Linked DNA regions of Triticum aestivum: region 1 is linked to region 2. Evidence: chromatin contacts called from public Hi-C data. All regions are on one chromosome and are shown on one strand. The core of a region is the stretch at or near the end of the contact, and the rest is flanking DNA. Distances in the headings are between cores, read along the strand shown.

Evidence for each region. Hi-C and Micro-C count contacts between places; a contact is called where the count stands out from the background.
Region 1: a contact with region 2 is called in a Hi-C map of leaf, with 7 times the contacts expected there. The contact joins the promoter of LOC123085713 here to the enhancer-like site in region 2. A contact is called at or near these places in 4 of 5 Hi-C or Micro-C datasets (leaf and root) and 1 of 1 datasets of contacts at active chromatin or transcription factors (leaf).

What each region holds. Positions count from the first base shown.
Region 1 is chr4A:162,957,245-162,964,215 of IWGSC CS RefSeq v2.1, forward strand. LOC123085713 (SNF1-related protein kinase regulatory subunit beta-1) reads left to right here and starts at 3,379. Exons shown (of 4, transcript XM_044507406.1): 1 at 3,379-3,772; 2 at 6,700-6,881. The coding sequence starts at 3,533.
Region 2 is chr4A:162,506,341-162,513,297 of IWGSC CS RefSeq v2.1, forward strand. No RefSeq gene overlaps it. Among protein-coding and RNA genes, the nearest start is that of LOC123085712, 380 kb to the left of the region's middle. Within about 2 kb of position 2,796, at least 2 of the 8 cell types and tissues checked have an H3K27ac peak or open chromatin away from gene starts, as enhancers often do. A contact at or near this core is called in leaf and root, where this site is marked.

The DNA of each region.
Region 1 (6,971 bases), core at 2,129-4,628, 450 kb after region 2:
CCAATCAATTCTGGAACGTTGCCGGTAATATATTTCCTCTTTTTCATACAGGTCATGAAGCTGACTTTCAATATCTTTAATCTCCTGAAAATACCCGGTCTGCAGCGACCTTTCCTTGGCATCCTTCAGTTGCAACTTAAGCTTTGAAATCTGTCTACGTAATGAGCCAAACATCTCCCTTATCCATTTCTGCATGGCCTTGGTCATCGCGCCCAGTTTGGTGCTCATGTCCGCTGTCTCCCCAAACTGCTGACTGGTTTCCTCCCATGCACGTGAAATCATCTCATCATAACCCTCATGACGTGTCCATGCTTCCTCAAAGCGAAAACCCCTCGGGTCCTTGCTCCTAGCTGTGTCCAGTGACACTGCTGCTCTAATCACAAGTGCCGCATGGTCTGACTCTTCTGTTAAAACATGTTCCACCATAGTCTCCGGGAATGCTTGAAGAAACTCATCATCGCATGTGGCTCGATCAAGACGAACTTGTATATTTCCTTCAGCATCTTGCCTATTATCCCACGTGAACGGGTACCCGGTAAACCCCAAATCCGCCAAGCCGCAGTCAGCCAGGCATTCTCTGAACCCCTCCATTTGGTTAAAACACCTTAAGTTTCCACCTCACTGCTCTGTTTGGAAAAGAATCTCATTAAAATCCCCCGCACAAAGCCAAGGTAAATTGTCTTGTCTCCTCAGATAACGTAAAGCTTCCCATGTTTTATTCCGGTGCTCCGTACGAGGTTCCCCATAGATTCCAGTGAACCTAAAGATTCTACCCTCATGTGACATCTCCGCATCAATATAGTATTGGCACTACGGTCGGATTTTAACCTGGATAGTGTCTCTCCACCATAAAGCTAAGCCATCACTTTTGCCCATGCAGTCCACAACTATACCATTCCTAAACCCCAAACTCCATCTGACTTTTTCCATAGCTCTCGCCTTCTTTTTTGTCTCGCTCAAGAAAACCACCGCTGGGTTGTAAGACCGTATCAGGTCTCTAAGCTCACCCACCGTCGGGTCCAACCCCAGTCCCCGACAGTTCCAGGCCAAGAAATTCATTGGTCCCGGCGGCCCCGGAACTCGGGGTCCGCCGATGTAGCTCCATGATCACCGATACGCTCAAAGACCGACGACACTTTCTGTCGTTTATCACCAGAGAACATATCTGCTCCTTCCCTCCTGGCCCCTTCCCCTTTTGCTACCCATATCTGTTTTGATGAACGTTTTTTCTCTTTTGGCACATACTGTTGGTAGCTCTCCCGCCGTCGGGCAGTACCATCATCCCTCCTTGGTTTACGAACATAATACCCCGGCCGCCTCTGCTGCCCCATACTTGGTCTCTCTCCCTGAACTTGCTACCTCCCACTGAACTCCGGAGAGATGATTCCCTCTCTGACCCTTTGGTGCAGCTCATTGCGTAGATTCCTTTCTCTCCTTTCCTCTAAGTCATCCCGTAGATCCTTTTCCTTCTCAGCCCTTGCACCAGTGTGCGATTTTTGTGGGCTGATCACTTCATCGTGCTCCTTCCCTTTGTTCTGCACCCCACCAGTGTGGGAGTCAGCTGAGGGTGTGTACTCCCTATAGAGGGGTCAACGCATTGGAAGATCTCTAACAAAGCTCTGTCCTTTCGAGCCATTTTCTCCTCCACTTGACCTTGAACTTTCCTTACTAAAACCCATGCTTGAGCTTCCCCTCCATTGCTTTTTTTCATGGGCACCCGACGGGGACCTACCTGGTGAGGCACGGAGCCACTCTCCCCAGTGGGAAAGCGGGTCAACTGGTGGTTCACATCGTCCATCTACATGCACAAGCCTTCCACAATCAAAACAAAAATGAGGAACCTTCTCATAAGCAAAATCAAACCACGTTTTCTCTTCATCATCCGGTTTCTTCTTCAGGTAGAAGCCGCGAACCAACGGATCCTGCACTGCAATTTTGGTCCTCACCCTGAGCTCCGTTCCTCTAGCCAGCCCATCTTCCCCAACATCCACTTTAACTACTTTACCCAGCCAATTTCCTAGAGCCTCTCCAAACTCCTTGGTTCTTTTGTCCAAAGGTAGATCACCTACCCTTACCCAGACGTCAATTGTGTTGAAAATCATCTCAGACGGCCTGGTCACACCATCATAGTCCTTCAACACCACTACGTTGAAGTCGAACTGCCATGGGCCATTATTCAGGGCATGCTTTCAGTCACCCTCACTTCCAAACTTGATCATGAAGATATTGCCGCCCAAATCCTTAAACTGGGCTTCTCGATGGAGTCCCCATGCCCTCTGCATCGCTCTTTCAAAAGCATATCTGTTCAAGGGACGCGGCGAAAACGATTTCCCCACGACCGCCCACTTCACGTCCTGCTTCTTCCTTGGCCCCGGCTCGTCGAACACGAAACCAGCCGCCTCCTTTTCAGTCAGCGCTAGTCCTCCCATCTTCGCTGACAGGGTCGCGGCCTCCTCCGACACCTTGCCATCAGCCGGGGATCCTGGAGATCCCCTCTTCGCGGATGCGTTCTGCCCTGTCGCCAGCGCCACATCCTTTTTCGTCGGAGTCGCCGCCTGTGAGGGAACACCCCCTCCCTTGCTCGATGCAGACGCCATTGCCTCGCCTTCGAGAAGGAAAACCCGCGCCGTAGCCAGCCGAGATCACAACGCCGTCGCCGCGATCCCGCTGCCCGGAGATGACCACCACCCTATGTTCAAACCCTAACCCTAGGCGCCGCCTCCCGATCGCCTAGCGATCGCCTCTCGGTCGCCCCTTAGAGAGAGAAACGTGGTGGACCCGCTTTCATTTCCCGTCAACTTCGTACGTAGTCTCGACGAAAATCTTAATCCAAGCTCTTAGATGAGGCGCAGCCTACATAAAATGAACGACGACAGTGTTGCCAAATTTCCTGCAGTGGCACGACAAACACTGGAATATGGGTGATACTCGCGACGGCAACCGCCACAAGGCCAATCCTTCACCTACCATGTTCCTCAACACGAATCCATCCCTTTCACGATTCTCATTCTTCAACGCAAAGGATTCGCGAGACAACACGCCAATGAGATCGCAGCGACGGATGCCGGATTTCGGGTCCCCGGAGCCGGCGCCCGACCCAGCAGGTTCAGGCTCCTCTCTCTCCCTCACCCAACGTCCGTCCGAACGTGCGCACCGTGACCAGGGCCGGGCCCCGCTCCACGTCACGTACATATCACCAAACACGAACCTCCGTGCGCTACACCCTCCTGCACCGACCGGCGGGCGGGCCACGTGGGGCCGACGCGACGGTGACGGTGCAACCCACGAGCGCCGGGTGCACGGGTGCCGCCACGCTTCCCGGGCAAGGGGCAGGCAGCGGCACGCGCTTAATTACGCGACCAAACGGGCGCAGCCAGCAGCCATCCCTCTCCCTTTCCTTCCCCTCTCTCTCTCGCTCGTCTTCCTTGCCCCCTCGCGCAACAGCAGCGCCACAACGCAGTGAGTGGCACTTCCGTGATTTCGCCGCCGCGGGGGCGGGGGGAGGAGGAGGAGGAGGAGGAGGAGGGAGGCCATGGGCAACGCCAGCGGCAGGGAGGAGGACGCCGCCGCGCCCGGGGAGGCCGACGCCGCCGACGTCGACGTTGAGGACGGAGGCGACGACTCCTCGGCCCGCGGCTTCCCTCCCTACGGCGGAGGCGCCAACCACGTGCGCCGTGCGTGCTCGGTGGGCGTCGTGGGGGCCAGCGGCGGGCCCGGATCGCCGCCCGGGAGCCCCGGCCGCTCCCTCTCGCCGCGGATGTTCGTGCCCCAGGTCAGATCACCAGATCCCGCACCCTCTTCTCCATTTCCTTGCTCGCTCTACTGCTACACAGTTTGGTTCGGTTCGGATGCCTAGTTTCCCCCCTGCTGGTGCTTGTATGTGATCTCCAGATGTGGAGGTTCCACTGATTTCGTTGGTTGGTTGGTTGGTTGGCCTAGGGTCCCAAGGTGAGGAGTGGTCGCGATCTGGAAATGGCTCGGTATCCTCCAAATTCACTTTTAGCTAATGCTGCCCTTGCTGTGGATAAACTGTTTGATCCCTGCGCGAGAATAGAGCAAAGGAGCGCAAGCCTACTTGCTGCTACTTCATCTTAGTATTACTGATTGTAATGACAATGCAGGAAGACACCAGTTGTGTTTATCTTGCCTAGTTTCACTTTGGCAGTCGCTTGTGCGAGCTTGATTGTTTTCTCCTAAGCAGCAAACCGTTTCAGAATAAGCTAGTATGCTACTTGGACAGTAAATAGGGTGGTTCTTTTATGTGCAAACTGTTGAATGGTCGTTTGATTGTACAGACTTTTTATGGGTTTTGCTGTTCTGATTAAAACTTTACATGAAGCAGATTGGTTAGTTCTAAAATTTTCGTTTGCCCCTTGCCCAATAGTTACTTTAGGTACTGTAATGGTGATGTGTAAGTTAGTCATGAGAATGATGTCTCCGTTTGGGCTGTCCAAGGAATTTATAGGCTTTCTGTTAGGGCTCTGGTTCATATCGACACTGATACTGGTTTTCAGACCATGAATTTAGATGCTTTTCAAAATGAAATTAATACTCGATATACAGTCAGTCGTGCTTCAAGTCGTGCCTAAGCATTCAAAGGAAAAATACAGGATTGATTTGTTCAATTAGAGCCGGCGACCTGATGTATATATTTTTCTATTATTATGGCTGAAGATTGGATTGGTATGTCAGTCACCTTCTCATTTTTTTTCTCAGTGTCATACTGTCTATTACTTCTGAACCAACCCTTCTGCTACAATCCTGGGATTATGCTATCACTGTCTGCAGAATGTAGATCTCTTCTGGTGCATTGACATCAAGTATTCTATATGATGTAACAATGCGTGAGGATTTTTTCCATTCTCTTGGGTAATGGCCATAAGGATTGATTAAACTGAAAATAATTGAAGCAACTAAATATATGCAATTAGTAGTTGCCACAGCCTCTGCTCAATTTATCAGTTTTCCCGTTGATGTCACTAGTAAAGCGGACACATCCAAATCCATGAAACGAGTGTATCGAGGCTTACAGCATGACTATCCTGCTTAGCTTCGGAATGGCACAATATGATGTTATCATTTTTCTGTTTTCAGTGTATTTGCATGTTAATACCCTTTTGCCCTTTCTTACCTTGAACATGCACCCAAATCATTTTTCCCTTTACTTGGTAGAACCATATGAATCACAGTAGGTGCACAGATGGAAATGAGAAAATTCTGTTGCATCTAGACGAACTGCAAGCATTATAAGCATAGGGATAAAACATGACAGGGAATATTTTATTCTAGTGAAATATGCAGAACGTCAAATATTTGTGTATTCATTTATTGCTATAAAACAAGGTTAGATACAACATATGCATTAAGACTAAGTGTGTTCTCTCCTAGATACAACCTTAGACACACCAAAACAATGGATGTTTTATGCATTAAGACTAAGTGTGGATCTCTTAGGTTGTTGCCAATACATAGTTTCTATAGCAGTTCGGGACTAAGGAGTCCAATCGTATTAGAAAAGGTCCAGAGGCAAAATAGACGATATATAAGGAGTCAGGCAAGAACAATCAATCTACCCTCAAGTTATTCTCTCATTTAAACCTATGTCTACCCAGTCCGTCACAGCCATGCTCGTCTGGCTACAGCACAGTAGTTACCCCGTGGTGAATCAAGGTTCGCAACAATAGCTATATCTAGGAGAGAGAACGCGTAGATATTGGAATAGCTTTGCTAGTTTTGGTGAATCAAGGTCTAGTCTTCATGCTGTGGGTGAATCAAGGTTCGCAACAATAGCTATCCCAACCTTGGAATAGCTTTGCTAGTTTTGGTGAATCAAGGTCTAGTCTTCAAAGTGCATAACTAAGAAAAGTTGTAGACATGTGGTGAATCAAGGTTCGCAACAATAGCTATATTAGGTTTTGGTAGTCATGCTGTGACTGATCTAAAAGATCTGTTCTTCATGGTTAACAATACGGATTACTGCGACTACTGACTACAACTTTTCTTAGTTATGCACTTTGAAGTATAGGGCAGATACAGATATTGGGCAATTTATATTGTCCGGGGTTGTGATATAAAAGATCCAGTCTTAATGGTTTACAATATGATTTCTGAGACTATTGACTAAAATCTTTCTTAGTTTTGCACTTCGAAATGATAGAAGGCCAGAGACTAGATATTAGATCATGGTTTGCTAGATCAATACATCGTAGTAGTGTTATATTAACACAAATACAAGTACTTAGTTGATTCTGATACTACTAAATCTTGTAAGTGTTGATGTCTTTATTGCGCATAGGCTAAATATTGATGTCTTTATTGTGTATATGTGTATTCTGAGCCATTTGGTAAGAAAACCAAGCATTTCTGATGTAAGGTATTTCTTTCAGTTGCCAGTAACTACTTAACTAGTATATAAAGCATATCAATAGAGTCTCAAAACTTAATGGTAATCAGTATTATCTTATCCTGGGATTTGCTAAATGACTAAGATGGGTTTTGTTATCTGTCATTTATAATCTCTACTTATCTGTGTTACCCTACTCCAAACGTTTTCATCTATCTTTTTTTAGGATAAAATATTTTCATCAATCTGATATAAATGTTTGCATCCTTTTGTGTCATATGTTTGTTCAGAGAGGATTAGTATCTTTAATGTGTGAAGCAAGAACATTCTTTGTATTGATTACTACAATTTTGCAGACACCTGTACCTCCATTGCAAAGACCTGCTGATGTAACTCCAGTGTTCAATGAAATACTGATGAATGAACAAGAAGAAGAATTTGATGGCCCTCCTCAAAAGGAAATACCTGCTTTGGTTGTTTGGACTCTCGGAGGAAAGAATGTATCTGTTGAAGGATCCTGGGATAACTGGAAATCAAGGTAACTGATTAACGCAAAACCGGAACTACTGCACATATGATGAACAGATATACATTTTTTTACGATCTGTTAATCATGGACTGCGCTTTG
Region 2 (6,957 bases), core at 1,546-4,045:
ATTTGATCAAAAGTTTAATAATCATAAAAATTTCATTACAACAACAACAACAACAACAAAGCCTTTAGTCCCAAACAAGTTGGGGTAGGCTAGAGGTGAAACCCATAAGATCTCGCAACCAACTCATGGCTCTGGCACATGGATAGCAAGCTTCCACGCACCCCTGTCCATAGCTAGCTCTTTGTCGATACTCCAATCCTTCAGGTCTCTCTTAACGGACTCCTCCCATGTCAAAATCGGTCGACCCCGCCCTCTCTTGACATTCTCCGCACGCTTTAGCCGTCCGCTATGCACTGGAGCTTCTGGAGGCCTGCGCTGAATATGCCCAAACCATCTCAAACGATGTTGGACAAGCTTCTCCTCAATCATAAAAATTTCATTGATTTAAAAAAAATCATCAAATTTGAAAAAAGTTCGTCGGTTTTGAAAAAAGTTCATCAAAATTGAAAAAAACATAGATTTGAAAAAAGTTCACGAAATTGAAAACAAAAGTTCATCAATTTTGAAAATAAGTTCAGCAAATTTGAAAAAGTCCATAAAATTTCAAAAAGACTTCTTCTATTTGAAGAAAACATTCACATATTTGCAAACAGTTCATCTACCCGGAAGAAGAGAAAAGAAAAACAAAAAACAAAAAAGAGAAAAGGGAAAAGGAAAACATAAAAAGAAAAAGAAAGAAAAATTAAAACCGTAAGTGTCAAATAGGATCCACCGCCTAAAAGCTATACCTTCGGTACTAGTTCCTTCGCCTCATAATATAAGGGCGTTTTTTACACTATAAAATAAAATGTTCAGTTTCCTGTGGTTACAAAGTTCCAAGACAGGAACATCAATTAGTTTACCGCCGAAATGAACATCAACTTTTTCTTTTGAGTGTGACATGAACACCAAATTAGTTGCACACGAGGTCATCAAATCCCGCAGCCTCTAGAAGGTCAGGCATATTAAACAAACCATCTAGTTTCCAGGACCCTTTCGGATATGACGGTGATGGATTAGGTTAGGTTCTAGTTTATGCCGTCTTCCAAAGCTAGCTTAGTTTTTCATTTTTGAGCTGGAAAGCTAGCATAGTTAACTAGACGTACCAAGGGTGACCACATAACTAATTTCCCCTTCTTGGAGTATATAAAATAGCGAGATAATAGAGAGATAGGGCGGAGGACCAATAATGAAGTACTCCTATGCTGCTTCCATTGCTTGAGTCGTAGGCAGTTGACGAAAATCTGGTCAGGGGAGACATTTTCCGTCGGTCCGAAACTTTGAACAGTTCTTGACCAACCATGGACCAGGGACCGGGTTTGCCGCGCTGCTAAGTACTACTCCTCCGTAGTAGGAGTACGTGCCACCAAGCCGGATCGGCACCGTTTCGCGCTTCATCAGATTGACAAAAAGGATGTGCTCTAGAGTCTAGCTAGCCTCTTTGATTTCTTTGTCTTAGCTTGTGCGCGTACTGATCTGTGGCTCAAGGTCCTTTGCGGAAACGCATTGTTTACTACTGTTTATTACTCGGTTCCTTCCGATTCCAAGAAAAACACGCTGCGGAGCTGGGTCTCTGGAGTTTACCCCCCTTTCTTTCTCTTCAAGGTACCGATGAGCTGAGCGATGAATATATGCAACTATTTTTACGTGTTGCTTGTGGAAACGCATTGCTTCTAGGGGATCAAAAAGTTAGCTCTCCAACGCAACCATGGTTGACCTATTTGTTAACAAATTGGAGAGGCTCAACGCGACAGACCTGGTCCAGCTAGCCAGGCAACGTCCGGATGCATGCATGCATGCATTGTTAATTGATCAAGCTGGTTGACATGATTGCCGGGCGTTCGCTGCTGTAATCAGTGACATGATCAAACCTCACTAGGTGACACTAGCTACATACTTAACTAGTAGGTGCGGTTGTGTTCATCTGTAAACGTGATGTTAATCAAGAAGTAATCTGACCAAGCTGCACTTGTCAATATGCCAGTATTGTTTGAAGCTATCAATCCAGGGAACAACTTTCAGAGACCGAGTTCTTTCAGTTACGTTGGTAAGGCCCCGATGAGTTTGTTAATCAAGGGCCAAAACATCAATCAGCCTACATAGTCGTGGAATTTTTTGTATTTTACAGCAAAGACATTGGTGACTGAAATCAGTGCAAGGATTTTATAACCTTCTGCGGGAAACGTTCTTCCTGTGAAATTCTCGTGTTACAAAGGGATTACGTAATCGGCCGATGTACACTTTTTCCAGGGAAAAGTGGTTAAATAAACTAACTAGTTGAAATCACTCTCTGACTACACTATCTACTTGACCGAGCGACGTGCAACGAGTTGATTCCATGTTATCAAACAAACTTTAAAACGCCACGTCATGTCCTAACGATGCAGCTGATTGAGGGGATATATTTGACCCTCGATTAATAACTGGTCGGGGCCTTTGGTCTACTTCTCCACGTTAAGCTTGGCACGTGGTCCACGATCGACCCTCCTGCGTATCCCAGAACTTCAACAATGAATCTGGTAACTGGAATAGAGAGAAAAATGGGCAAGACACCCCAATAGTGAAGCAAATGATATCCGGACGCCAAGATGCATGGCTCCAAATCAGCGACCTCACACTTGCACAAAAAGGATACAGGTGTACACATTCAGAGAAACAAGGATACATTTTTTTTTAGGGTCAGAAACAAGGATACATGTGCATGGGGCGCTGCCTTCCTGGATACCTCGATGGCGATCGGGCGACAGGGACCTACGGCACACCTTGACTAAGAGTGGAATTTCGGTGACATCGCTGCCGCGAGGAAACTTCACCCGGACTGGTCCTGGACGTCGCCTCAGCATGTCCTTCCTACCGTATCGACCAAGATCACACTGTTCCGACCAAAATGGCTGGTGGTTATTCTTTCTCCCCCGTCCATCTCCGTAGTTCCCTTAGGCCTTGGCGTCCGTGTCGCGCCATTGCGATCTAGGAGTATTTAACGGCCGTCTTCTTCCCGAGCCTTCCTCCAATTCACCCCGCCCCGGTGCTGATCACTCTCTGGTCGCCTTACCAAATGACGGGAACACTCAGGCGTCATCGATTGCGCAACACGTACGTAAGCCCGGGTGTTCAACTTCAAGTGAAAAAACTAACCGATCCGGCGAGTCACTGTCTCACTGACACGCGAGTTCGTTCGATGGATACGAGTAGAAGCGTGCATTGTTGTACTTGTACGTCTTCCACAAGCAATCATCCAGACACGTATCATGTTCTCTGTTGGAACTTGGAAGTGCAAGGTCGGCGAGCTTGAGCTTTGACCACGCATCCTGCTCGTTCAGCTGATAGAAGAAGCACGCGCCGGCCCAGCCGGTGAATGCCAACGATCGTGGCGTCCCATCATAGATCCTATAAGTACTACTCCCTCCATTCCGAATTACTCGTCACAGGTATGGATGTATCTAGATGTAGAGAGTACACGGCCACAAAATCTTGGACCGGGAAAATAATTAATTAACCAAAATCGACAAGGACTCTGACATTTTTTAGTTGGAATATATACTACTACTTGGATTCTTTCCACAACAGGCAGGTTAGGTGGGTTGAGCATGAGAAACTGACTGATTATCTATGTTTTTCGAACCCAAACCGTATTGCTCCATCTAATTAACTAGTGGCGCCTCTTGAAATTAGACTGAGTTCGAATTTGGTAGCTATAACATCAGTCTGATGGGGATATATATGCGCGAGATGTAGGGTGAGGTGCAGAAGCATTCCCCTACCAATTAGTACTTCGTTACTAGCCCCATTCTGAAACAACCTTATATCGATCAATTAAAACTGGCAGTGAGAAAATTCAGACGTGTATCCCCATGGTCTGGAAGCAGGCACTTTCCTGCCACGGGAAAATTCACACTACGGATGCACGTGCATGTGGTACACACAGAGAAACGAAGAGACATCTCGATCGATGCCGATCGCCACGGCGCCAAACAGATTTTCTCCGTGGAGCCGTACGTGGACTGGAACAGGAAGACCGCCGAGATGTTGCATGGTTTGAACTGAAAGGCTAATACACCCCCTTTCAGATACACTAGTGCTACAAGCCTATGCACAAGTGAACAAACGGTCACGCACACAAAAGTAACCAGACGTCCACGTCCATGTAACTCCAGCGCCCTGCTTTTCCAGGAACCTTCACCTCTCGCTCTCAAAATCATCCCGCGCCGGTCGTCCAATCAACCCACTCACCAACTTTCCCAGGCAACGGTACGATGCGCACGAAACCGTCACGCCCTATGACCTCAATCAAAGCCCCATGTGCCACAATTCGGCCCGGCCGGAGCCCGCAACAAAATTATTATCCGGCGGATTCCGGGAACCTGCGGGGGCCAATCCACAGCCACAGAAGCGCAGTGGCGATATCTTGAAACAAAGATCGTCTCCCTGACCGGACCTTGTAATCTTGCGGCCGCGCAACCCTATATAAACGCCCCGCCAACAAAACCCCCCATCACCTCCTCATCCCAAAGCAGCTTAGCTTAACCAACTTGGCTCAGCTGGTTGATCGCTCAGTCCGCTTCAGCTTCATCGCGCGCTCTCCTTGGCTTCGTCTCATTGCTGCTGCTGCTGCTGTACGTGTTCGATCGAGATTGTTGGGATGGACAAGCTGAGCGTGCACCACGGGCAGCACAACGGCATCTCCAAGCCGCCGGTGCACCACCACGGCAAGGGCGGCGGGAAGGGCAAGGGCGGCGGCAAGGGGATCAAGGTCGTCTACATCTCCAGCCCCATGATGCTCACCGCCAGCGCCGAGGAGTTCCGCGCCATCGTGCAGGAGCTCACGGGCCGCGACTCCAACGTGGCCGACCACGACCTCCCGGGCGTCCCGTCCTACTACTCCTCCTCGTCCTCCTCCTCCTACTCCTCGTACGGGCGCGCCTCCCCGACGGCCGGGGCTACGGCCGCTGCGGGCGCCCGGGCTTTGCCGCCGGCGATGCCGTCCACGGCGGACTACGCGGCCGGCGCCGGAGCCATGCCTCCGCCGTTCCAGAGCATGTATGACCAAACGGGAGGCGCCGGCCTGCTTTACGGCCCAGACTACTGGTAGGATCGGAGATCGGTCACCTCGTGGCGGTCGACGGTTCGGCATGCCATCCAATCCATCACTTGCATATGTGTGAATTTGCTGTCTACAGTCATGCTTCATGTTTCTTCGATTTTCGATCGACTTGTACTGGAGATGGTAATGTCATGTTGATACGAGAGCTTAGTACATATTTTCGTTTACTTGTTTTTTTGCCTTTGTTGTTCGAGATCTTCTCCCGCCGTCATGGCAGCATCACCTTTCATTTATGCTCGTATATGTTTGGAATCAAGCTACTCTCTTTTGCTTTGGATCATGATAAATATCACACGGGTGGTACAAACACATACAAACTCCAAGGTTTTTTATGGTAAGTTTAGTGATGTGAGGACGGCAACTTAATTGTCAAGCATGGCAACTTTTTTTTCGGATGACAAGTTTCAAGATCTTTTAGGTTTACATTTTCTTTTCGACTGATAATTTTACTTGTAGAAAACATCAGGGCCGGAGTGCTTCATGCCACACATGCGGCACTTATCATTTGAAATTGTTTTATTACTAGCAATGTGTTCGTGCGTTGCAACGGATCCAAAGTAAAACAATACACTAAAAATATACTCGTATTAGGTTACACTCAAAATATATACCTTGTTTTTTTATGTGAGGCAGGGATGTAGTTGCTTTCAAAATACTAAGGGTTTTCTATAAATTGGAGCAGAGAAGTGGGGTCTTATTACAAAAATGTCACAGCTTACCTCACAATCATCGGATGTAGATCTGATGGTCGGAAATGACGGATGACAGACACACCATCAACACCAACAAAGTCTTTTATACGACTAGAGATACGATCCCACTAATCCTATTTTTTAAAGATATATAAAAAAGCCAGTTGCTCCATTTGTTTCATAATTTTTGTCAACATGAATTATGAAACGAAGGGAGTAATAAATAGCATGATTATTGTGTGGAAAATCTCTCATGTTTCATATTAATTAAACAAGTTATATATGATGCCTCTTTGTCTGCGTGCAATGTTTGCATTAATAAATATTATAGTATGAGGCAGCTTTATGATCAGTAGTATGGTTAAGGTACCGACGTATCAAACAAAAGATTGAATTGCATTTGGACACCTCGGTGGTTGTTTGGATTAGAAGAATTTAAGTTAGATCGGGATTTAGGAGAAATTTAAGAAAAAACAGTTTTAGTTAGTTTTATGTTGTCATACGTTTGTGCATTTTTTGTTTGGATTAAAAAGGCCATTCTTATAGTAGATTTGCTAATTTTCATCTAGATGATATTTGAGTGTATGCGCGTGTATATGAGCGCTTGTGTCTGTACTGATGCTAAAAAAAAGATATTTAGTTATGTCTTGTCTAACTTTTAAAACCGTAGGATGCTTGTTACAGGACTCGTGTTTTAGGTAACAGACTGGGGGAGGGGGGGGGGGGGGGGGGGTGCACACATACGCGTTTTCGTGGGAGGTCCTTGCTAACTGGGTCAAATAGTCGACCTGTCGTAGGCAACAACCGACTGGACCGGCCCATCAAGGATGCACATGGCGTGACATTTTTTGAGGGTACTTATTTATCATGTTTTATATTTTGCAAATATGGTTCCCATTTTTGAAAAATTGATCGGCATTGCCAAAAAATTATTCAAAATTTCAAAAAATGTTCGTAAAATTAAAAAGTGTTCATGTTTTCAAATTTGTTTGAAATATCAAAAATTGTCCGTGTTTTTGAATATTATTCAAAGCGTAAAATAAGTGCTAGTGTTTTAAAAAATATACCTGTTTTCAAAAAAATATTCAGAATTTCAAATTTTATACCTGATTTTCTAAGTTGCAACATTTTCTGAAATTCCATATACTTATTGGAAAAATAACAAAATAAGATACTACAAATAAT